Linked DNA regions of Rattus norvegicus: region 1 is linked to region 2. Evidence: chromatin contacts called from public Hi-C data. All regions are on one chromosome and are shown on one strand. Each heading gives the region's core, a stretch centred on a gene start, on an enhancer-like site or on the middle of the called end of the contact. The rest is flanking DNA. Distances are from core to core; before and after follow the strand shown. Region 1 overlaps Fam168a (family with sequence similarity 168, member A). Region 2 holds the start of Fam168a (family with sequence similarity 168, member A).

The links. A called contact is a pair of places that touch in the nucleus more often than the background predicts.
Region 1: a Hi-C map of hepatocytes shows a contact between it and region 2, with 1.9 times the contacts expected there. The contact joins the enhancer-like site here to the promoter of Fam168a in region 2. A contact is called at or near these places in 8 of 12 Hi-C or Micro-C datasets (frontal cortex, hepatocytes, kidney and 3 more) and 1 of 1 datasets of contacts at active chromatin or transcription factors (oligodendrocytes).

The regions. Positions count from the first base shown.
Region 1 is chr1:164,555,462-164,560,239 of GRCr8, reverse strand. The region is part of intron 2 of Fam168a (family with sequence similarity 168, member A); the gene reads right to left. Among named protein-coding and RNA genes, the nearest start is that of Relt, 68 kb to the left of the region's middle. Within about 2 kb of position 3,134, at least 9 of the 93 cell types and tissues checked have an H3K27ac peak or open chromatin away from gene starts, as enhancers often do.
Region 2 is chr1:164,467,598-164,472,201 of GRCr8, reverse strand. It overlaps Fam168a (family with sequence similarity 168, member A), which reads right to left and starts at 2,755. Exons shown (of 9, transcript NM_001108494.1): 1 at 2,544-2,755.

The DNA of each region.
Region 1 (4,778 bases), core at 1,885-4,384, 88 kb before region 2:
TAATTACCAGTCAAATCACATGGCCCGAGTTAAACTATCACAATTTTTTATCTGCAAAGAAGAGTATTATGAAACTTAATGTTAATAGTAAATAATTTATGTATTACCTAGCATGTACTTGCCAAATGGCAATTAAAATCTTTTTGGCATAGTCATTACTATCATTAGTAATAAATATTTAATGTACTATATTTAGAACTCATCTTACTTCAATCCTCCATTTCCAGCCATATACAAGAAAACTTGAAAATCTGCTTCCTGTACAAACTCTACAGAAGCTAGATACAGCATGACAAACATCTTATTCTTAGACAAAGGGGATACTTAAGAAAGAAAAGGAGGGGCTGGGGATTCAGCTCAGTGGTAGAGCGCTTACCTAGGAAGCACAAGGCCCTGGGTTCGGTCCCCAGCTCCGAAAAGAAAAAAAAAAAAAAAAAAAAAAGAACCAAAAAAAAAAAAAAAAGAAAAGAAAGAAAAGGAAATCCTTGGGAATCAAAAAAAAAAAAAAAAAAAAATGAAGAAGTGGGCTGGAGAGATGGCTCAGTGGTTAAGAGCACTGACTGTTTTTCCAGAGGTCCTGAGTTCAAACCTCAGCAACCACATGGTGGCGCATAACCATGTGTAATGAGATCTGATGCCCTCTTCTATTATGTCTGAAGACAGCTACAGTGTACTTATATATAATAAATAAATAAATCTTTTTAAAAAATGAAGAAGGGAAGAAAAACAAACAGGAAGTCTAAATAATGAGCTGATGTTAGGCTGCTCTGGTAAGGTATGTGGTCCTGTCCATCAAAGAAACTGATTTTTGTGAGGTAGTAGTGGTACACACTTTTAATCCCAGCACTCAACAGGCAGGGGCAAGTGGATTGTGGGCAAGTAGACCATGCCACCAGCCAGAAGACTTGGTAAGGTTTAAGCAGTTAAAAAAACCTGGCAATTCTCATAAATGAGAACAGAAGACTGGAACCAGCTCCCGGTCAGGCTCTTCCGATCCTGGAACACTTAACCATGACAGCCCACTGAGGGGACCATGAGAAATGTTAAAGTAGCATAAAAACCTAGAGTTCATGCTAATGAGTATCTAGATAGGCCTCAAGTGTTTAGCCAATAAGCTTCCCTTCCTGGGCATCCCATCGATACTGGGTGGGAGAGGGGGATAAAGAGAGTAAAGAGCGCCTACATCTCCTAGAGAAGGCCTCTCTTCCAGTCCCTCTATACTTTGGCACTCAGTAGGAGCCAAACTGGATTCCATTCTGTCCTGGGCTCAGCCATCCCCTTCCTGCCTGGGGCATAGGGGAAGCTCAGACTCTAGGACAAACACACACACACACACACACACACACACACACACACACACACGTATGTTCCCAAACCCCTCGGTCCCCAGCAGCATCTGGGTACACAGGAGGCTGAGAACCACAGTATCCATTGTCCCAGCCCCTGCTGTTTCTTATGCAGGGAAACGGGCTGGGACCCCATCCCAGATTGCATTCTGTCTTCCCTGAGTGACAGGCTGGCAGCGCTCAGCATCCCAGCAGCAAGGCTCAGCCCACAGTGGACCGCTGAGTTCAAGGCCAGCCTGCCCTACAGAGAGAGCTTCAAGAAAGACAGCCAGGATGACACAGAAAAACCCTATCTGGAAAAACCTAAGCGAACAGACTAACAAATAAATAATAAAAGAACTGCTCTTTATAGTCACTAAGGTTAGGAAGTAAGGATTGTGAAGAGTCTAGCAGGCCTGAGCATGGAAAACAGGGGAAAGACCAGTTCTGCTCCTTACCTTTCCCTCTCCTCCTTGCTAAAAACCATCAGAATGCATCCCTAAAGCTAGTCCCCGAAGTCTATTTCCTTATTTGGCCATTCCTTCCTCCTAAGGCTGACTACAAAGGTCCTGCTATCAAGGTATTGAAATCCAGCAATCAAAAGTCCCCCTTTGGCTTCCCTAATTAACCTGTCCAACTAAAATTAAACATCTCCCCCTAACATGGGGTTCCTAACACGGGATTCCTCTTTCCCCTTTTAAACTGCCATATGCCTATAGCCCATGTCTGTCTCCTCCCTATCTAGAGGCAGTCCTTTGTTCCTCTGGGGTAATTATCCACCCCCACTCCCCACCCCCACTCCTTTGTCCCTTTTCTCCCTTCTCCTTTATCTCCTATCCCTTGTCTTTGTCCCTCTGAGACAAATTTCCTTTGTGCTAAGAACTTGGTTTTGGTGTCTGGCCCTCAAGAGGGTTGAAGCCCAAATTTCTCTTTACAGAGTCGAGACACACTCTGGCATGGTGACACCTATTTTTAATCCCAGTACTTGGAGGTAGAAGTGGAATTCAGAGTTCAAAGTTAACCTTGGGCTACATTGTCAGCCTAGGTAAAGAATAAAACAAAAAGTACAATGATCTAACAGGAAAATGAAGGCAGGCAGGGTTGGCGCACACCTTTACCGCCAGCACTTGGGAGGCAGAGACAAGTGGGATCTCTGTGAATTTGAGGCCAACCTGGTTTACAGAGAGTTCCAGGACAGCCAGGGCTACACAGTAAGATCCTGTCTCAAAAACACCAACAAAAACCAAAGCACAGGAAAATGACTTTAAAAAGAAAAGTTGATGTTTTTGAAAGTTTAGTCTAGGTAAAATGTATATGGCTGACTGTGTATGGTGTGTGTTATTTAAACTACCTGCAGAGTTCTAAACTCTCCAGCAGAGAAATTACAATTCCAGGATAGTAATATCCTAATAAGTAGACACATAAAAATTCTTCTCTCCCTGTAGAGTATAAATTATATAATTCAATTTTCAGAATCATCCTATTAAATATCTATAGTGTTATCTCAGTTTACAAAACAAATTCAGTTTAGGGAAGTTAAGCAATTGTCTAAAGCCATCCAGGTATTCACTGACAGAGCTTAAATTTTAAGTTGGCTGTACGTTTAATCAAAATGCACTGTGGAATTCTACCATGAGCCCAGCAAAGACAAAGTTTGTTCCCTTTTCCAAAGTAACATATTGCCTGATCTTTTTAGTGCAAATCAACAAGTGTAACTTTCCCTTCCTTCTCAAGCTTAGCTATTTCTAAGAGAAGTTAGCCAGAAAGGCAGCATGCCAAACCAGCTTATTTGCCTCTGGCAAAGAGCTTACTTTACTGGGAACACCCTGAACTGGGAAGGGAAAAAGCAATAAGCTCCCTGAGCTAGGTCTGTCCCATGTGTCTTGGCTACTGGAAATAATTTTATTAAAATAACACATAACAGAGCTGAAACAAAATATTTTACTCTGCAGATTAAGAAGAGCAAGAGAGGTTGGGGATTTAGCTCAGTGGTAGAGCGCTTGCCTAGCAAGCGCAAGGCCCTGGGTTCGGTCCCCAGCTCCGAAAAACAAAACAAAACAAAACAAAAACAAAAACAAGAAGAGCAAGAGAGTTGTAATAAACACAACAGGTGAGGCTGAAAGTTAGAGATTACTGCCACGACCCTATCAAACCGAACTTCCAGTATAATTCAGAGTATTCTTTGGATGTATATTATCGAGACCTGTTTTATTAACTTAAAAGCATAAACGGCTAAGGCTGAGTGTGTAGCTCAGGGTAAATATTCGTCTAGTATATGTAAGGCTTTGGGTTTAATCCTTACCACAACAAAAAACAATGGAGAGATAGCCAAAGCTGACTTAATTGGGCATGGGGGTGCATACATTTCATCAGAAGCAGGAGGAATCTCTGAATTCAAGGCCATCCTGGTCTACATAGAGAGTTCCAGAACAGACAGGGAGCTATACCGTGAGATCTTTAAAATTACAAACAACAAAAACAAAACCCTGCTGGGTGTGGCACTTTTAATTATAGCACTAGGGACACGGAAGCAGGCAAATCTCTGAGTTTGACAACAATCTCGACAGCCAGGGATATGCAGAGAGACCGTGTTCCAAAAGAAGAGGAGGAAGGAAGTAGAGGAGGAGGAGGACGAAGAGGAAAAGGAAGAAAAGAAAAAAAAGGGAAGGGAAGGGAGTCAACTTCAGACAACAGGCTCTCTGCTCTTTGAGATATCTTTAGTCATATAAGGAAGAATTTAAACAGAGCTGACATAGTTCACAGCCTCCATTCTGCCAGTGGCTCTGTGCTAGAACTAAGTTCTCCCATTCTTCCAATTCCAATCCCACTACCAAAATTTTCAGCTACTTTCCCTCTTCAACACTTCTTTTTTTTTTAAGATTTATTTATTTATTATATATGAGTACACTGTAGCTGTTCAGACACACCAGAAGAGGGCATCAGATCTCATTACAGATGGTTGTGAGCCACCATGTGGTTGCTGGGATTTGAACTCAGGATCTTTGGAAGAGCAGTCAGTGCTCTTAACCACTGAGCCATCTCTCCAGCCCAGCCCTCAACACTTCTTTTCTGTGATCAAGAACTGGTTATATAATCGGTGTGTGTGTGTGTGTGTGTGTGTGTGTGTGAACCCAGCACTTTTTCACGGTTATATAATCGGTGTGTGTGTGTGTGTGTGTGTGTGTGTGTGTGTGTGTGTGTGTGAACCCAGCACTTTTTCACGTTAGGTCTGAGTCTACCAGTGAGCCATAGCTTCCGAACCTGACCATGCCTTGTAACAATGTGTTTATTCATATATCACCTTATCTTGATTCCTAGTCAATATTTTGAAGGCTTGTGATGTGTAAATACAAGTTAGATACCTTCAGACACATTTTCCACTCAGTTCCAGTGCTGCACATCCTGCCTGCCTTTACTTATTATAACTGAGAGCAACTATTATCAGGCTCTTAC
Region 2 (4,604 bases), core at 1,506-4,005:
ACTGCTCAAGCTTGAATTTATTTGGTTTTTCTTGTTGTTGTTGTTGTTTGTTTTCAGTTTACATTTGGTTTGGTTTGATTAGAATATAGAAAGCGTCCTTTAAAAAAAAGGGACATTTCCAATTCCAAGGATAAGTCCACCCTCTAAATGGGTATTTTTATGTGTTAAGCTATGAAAACCAAGGAAAATGCTTTGTTTTCTAGCTGAACACTAGAACTTTAACAGAAAAAAAAATTTTTTTTAATTCCCATTGATATCAATTTTATCTTCTTTCCATTTCTCCTCACTTTTTCCCTAGACTATGCTCTAATCAACAGCCACTTCAAGTTTAGCATATCACAGTTAATGCAATTAAATCCGAAAGCTGTTTCCCTAAAGATGTTCCCTCTCTTCACATTCCTCTGGGCCTTCCAACCACAAGCATAAACTCGTCTCTAAGCTTCAAATCAAATTTCTGATGAATAGATGGGAGTTATTCTCTTGTAGTGAATGCAATGTGTCTACATCAACAGCATCCCCTTAACAATAAAATATGGCTGTGTATTAGACTTCATTTATTCACACCTGACAGAATTCTGATCACTTGAATTTCTTTAGAAGAAAATTCAATCTATAGAAACAGCCCAATTATTTTAAATCCTATCATGTAATGTCAAGAGAATCAAATGAAAAATTCCATCAGTACCAAACCATCTCACCAAAGAATGAATATTTATTACATTTCCATAGTTCCTGTCTTCTCTCTGTTTACATAAAGCGGCAGTGCCAAGACTCATCTCAGGATTATTAGCCAGCAATACAATGATGGGCCCAAATGCCTTGCAAACCAGGACACCAATAAATGGAGTCTTCAAGCAATCAATTTTATTGGGGGGAGGTGGGGCTTGCTAACCTCTTTCTGCACACACATACCTTGCCTGCCTAGAAAATAAATTCAGTCTTCCTATTCGTTAATCACTTCTCAAGCAAGAAGGCACCCTTAACAACCTCAAGTTCATCAGAGTCCTTTTAAATTCCGAATTCTAGGACTAGTTTCAGTGTACCAAGGGGGGGGGGGGGAGGAGAAAGCAGAGACAGTTTCACCTTCTCCCACCTTTCCTTTAAGAGTGGATCTCCCCTCTAACCCCCAACTTTCCCTTTTAGACATAGGAACTGCAAGACTCCCCACTCTCCTTTAATTCTACCTTAAATGGTTCTCTCAAAACTTTACCCTGGGGGCTGCTATTTCCAGACAATTCCAACATAAAACAAAAAGGTCAAACTGACAGCATAAGATATCCTCTAGGAGAATCTTTAATGTTCCTTCTCTGTCCCCGGTGAAGACCCTTCTAATGGCCTTGTTATTGTCTCTCACCACAGCAGCCCGATGTAAATGTTCTAACCCCTAAACCTCTGGTGTGTCGAAGGACATCTTAGTCCTTCCTTTCCTAAATAAACCAACCCACTCCATGGGAGACATTAGGTCTCCCAGGCCTTAAATTTACCCTCTGCCACCTCACCGCAGGTAACCAGCTCATCACAGACATGACTTCTGCGAGACTGGTAGCGAGATACTATCCCTAACCCTGCTCCACACCTGCCACAGTTCTTCTAGTTGAGTCCAGCTGAGTAGTTTCACATACCCCCTACCTCCAACTTATGCTCAGGGGAGCCACCTTGCTCCCTCCAGAGACTCTAAACTCATCCTAAATCCTTCCCCACTGAGCCCTCATCCCCAATTTCAATCCCTGTCTTCCTGTTTGGGGCCCAACTTGCAATTCCCTCCCTCCTGTCAGCTTACCTCACCCATCTCCAGTAATTGGAAATCTCATCACTCCCAGCCCAAATTCAAACCTCCAGCAGCCTACCTCAAGAAAACCCCAAACAAATTCTACCTCTTCTGTTCTCTCCAAGCCCAAGCTATTTCTGTAAGTAGTCATAAATTCCACCATCCCCAGAAGACAACAGCCCACTTCAAGCTCGGGTCTCAACCCATGCCAAACCCCTCACCCCCAGCTCCTACCATCTCCATCTTCCTTCCCCAAGTCCCACCTTCCAAAATTAGCACTCCCCAGAGTCCCATCCAATGTTTATATCTCACTGGCATTGAAATCATCTCCTTAGCCCCCACCCCGTTCTGATCCCAAGCTGTCAACTGCTTCAGGCCAACCCCAAATCATCACCTTCATTCAGTCCCCTCCCCCATTAAAACACATCCCACTCCAATCTCACCTTCCACCTCGCCCCAAGACAATCCCAAATTCCACCTCGGTACCCCACACACCCATGCTCCTATCCCAGGTCTGGTTATCCCTCCATGTAAAGTCGTCCCCCCTCACCCATCCACCCCCCGCTACCCTCCCCTGACCTGCTGGTGTCCCACCCTCACCCCACCCCCAGCCCGCGTACGGACAAGTCTCCCCCACCAGCCCGCCGTTCCATCGCCACCTCGGTCCCCTCCCCCCAGCCGGCGCGGGGGCCCTACGGCCCCCACCCTCGTTCTCCCCGGCGCCACCAGCCCAGGCTCCACGGGAGCGGGCCGGGGGCCAAGGGGGTCTCCTCACCGGCGAGCTGCTGCAGACGAAAACCGCGGCGGCGGCAGCAGAAGCGGCGATGCCCTTGTCTTCTCTGAAGGCTACAGCGGCGACGCTCTCGTTCCCTCGTCCGTGTCCAGTAGGGTGGTGGATGGCGCGCAGGGACCGGAGCCTCCTCCTCCTTCTCTTCAGCTACTCGGATCTGAATCCTCTGCAGTAGCCGCGGAGAAACCCGACAGTGGGGGAAGGGGACGCTCGGTTGCAGGCAAGAGAGGAGGAGGCGGAGGGAGGGGGCGGGGGACCGCTGAGAAGGGCGGGGGAGGAGGAGTCGGCGCGCTGTCCCGACACGTCCCACAGCCTCAGAGCTCTTGGACTACAACTCCCGGTGTGCTCTGCTGCGGCCCTGCGCGGCCTGGATCTCCCAACCCTGCGCCGGTCCTGGACCGCACCCTCTTGGGTCACAGACAAGGGAATGAAGCCGACTCCCACGGGATTTTGTAAACTCAAAGACCTCTTAAGAGAGAAGTCGGATATTTCTGCAGCCTCATCTCCATGAAGTAAAACTCTCTACGTCTCCAACCTACACTTGCAACCCCTTCCGCCCGAGGGACTACACCTCCCAGCATGCCGCACACAGCTTCCCATTCCCTCCTTCCGGACCCCTCTCAGACACGGTACTACAGTTCCCAGGAGTGTGATCCTTGCGAAATGCTGGGACATGCAGTTCTCAGTCCTTCCTCCATGTTAAGAAAAAAGAAGTGAAAGGGAGAAAAGGGGGAAGGACTATTCCAACCCACTGAGCTTGGGCCTAGATTGGCTACCTCACCTGTAATTCTGTACTCTTCTCGCGATCTCCGTTTGTCACTGTCTCGCTAGAACTAATGCAGCAGCTGCTTCACTGGCATCCCTGAAAATCAGAGGACGATTCTCCAAATTGAATCTTCCTGTAAAAAGGACATTTGTTTACATTTACATTACTTAATAAGTATTTAATTTGCAAAGATGATCGAAATTTTTAGAAAACAATGCCCACGGTTATTATAGGAGGTTGTTGAATATGAGTTGAGGAGAATGTAGACATTCATCGATAGGGGGCTGATTTAATAAATAGTGATGCATACATTCAACGTAATGCTAAGCAGCCATTTAAAATGATGGTAAATATCTTTAGACATGAAAGGTTTTTCACAATTTCTTGTCATCTTGTCAGAGGGGCAAACTGATTGCAAAAACAGCATGATTAGACAGCTTCAATTTATTTGAAGTTCGAGAATATAAAAGCATAAGGATTTCAGGAAAGAGATTCTCCAAAATGTAACCAGCGACTATCTTTGAGAGAGGATAGTTAGGTTTCAAGTTTCCCTTATCTTTATATTGCCTGAATTGTTTAAGGAGCACACACCATTTTTTTAAAACCTGAAGAGCTATTTCATATACATATACATACGTATGTACATACATACATACATTTATTTCAAATACAACAACCTCTTGTTTTCCCACCTAGAAACTTTCCTTGGGTCTTCGTTGCCTGAACGGTGTTTCAGGACTGTGTGTCTACCATCCTGTAAACTAAATCTATCCCACCATTAAAACGATGGTGGTTATATACTGTATTAGTTACTTCTCTGATTACTAAGACAAAATACCTGACAAGAGCAACTTGAAGGAAGGGAGGAAGGAAGGAAGGAAGGAAGGAAGGAAGGAAGGAAGGAAGGAAGGAAGGAAGGAGGGAGGGAGGGAAGGAAGGAGGGAAGGAGGGAGGGAGGGGAAAAAGGGTTTATTGTGATGTACAGTTTCATCTTAGGGAAGATAAGTGTCCAAAAGAAACTGGGGACAAATGATTCTCTGTGGTGCCTGGCTATTAGCATACCAAAGAGCATGCTGGCCTCCATGCTCCCCTTTCCTGATCCCTCAGTATCACAAGAACCTGTTACAGACTCCATGCTGACATCCTGGCTCTTCTCACCCCACCCACTACCCTAAATTTCTTCAGTTCATGGGCTTCCCTCCCCCTCAGCCTCTCATTCTCCTATAACCCTAATATTTCTGATTTCTTGACCCTCCTTAGTAGGCTCTTTCTCTTTCTTT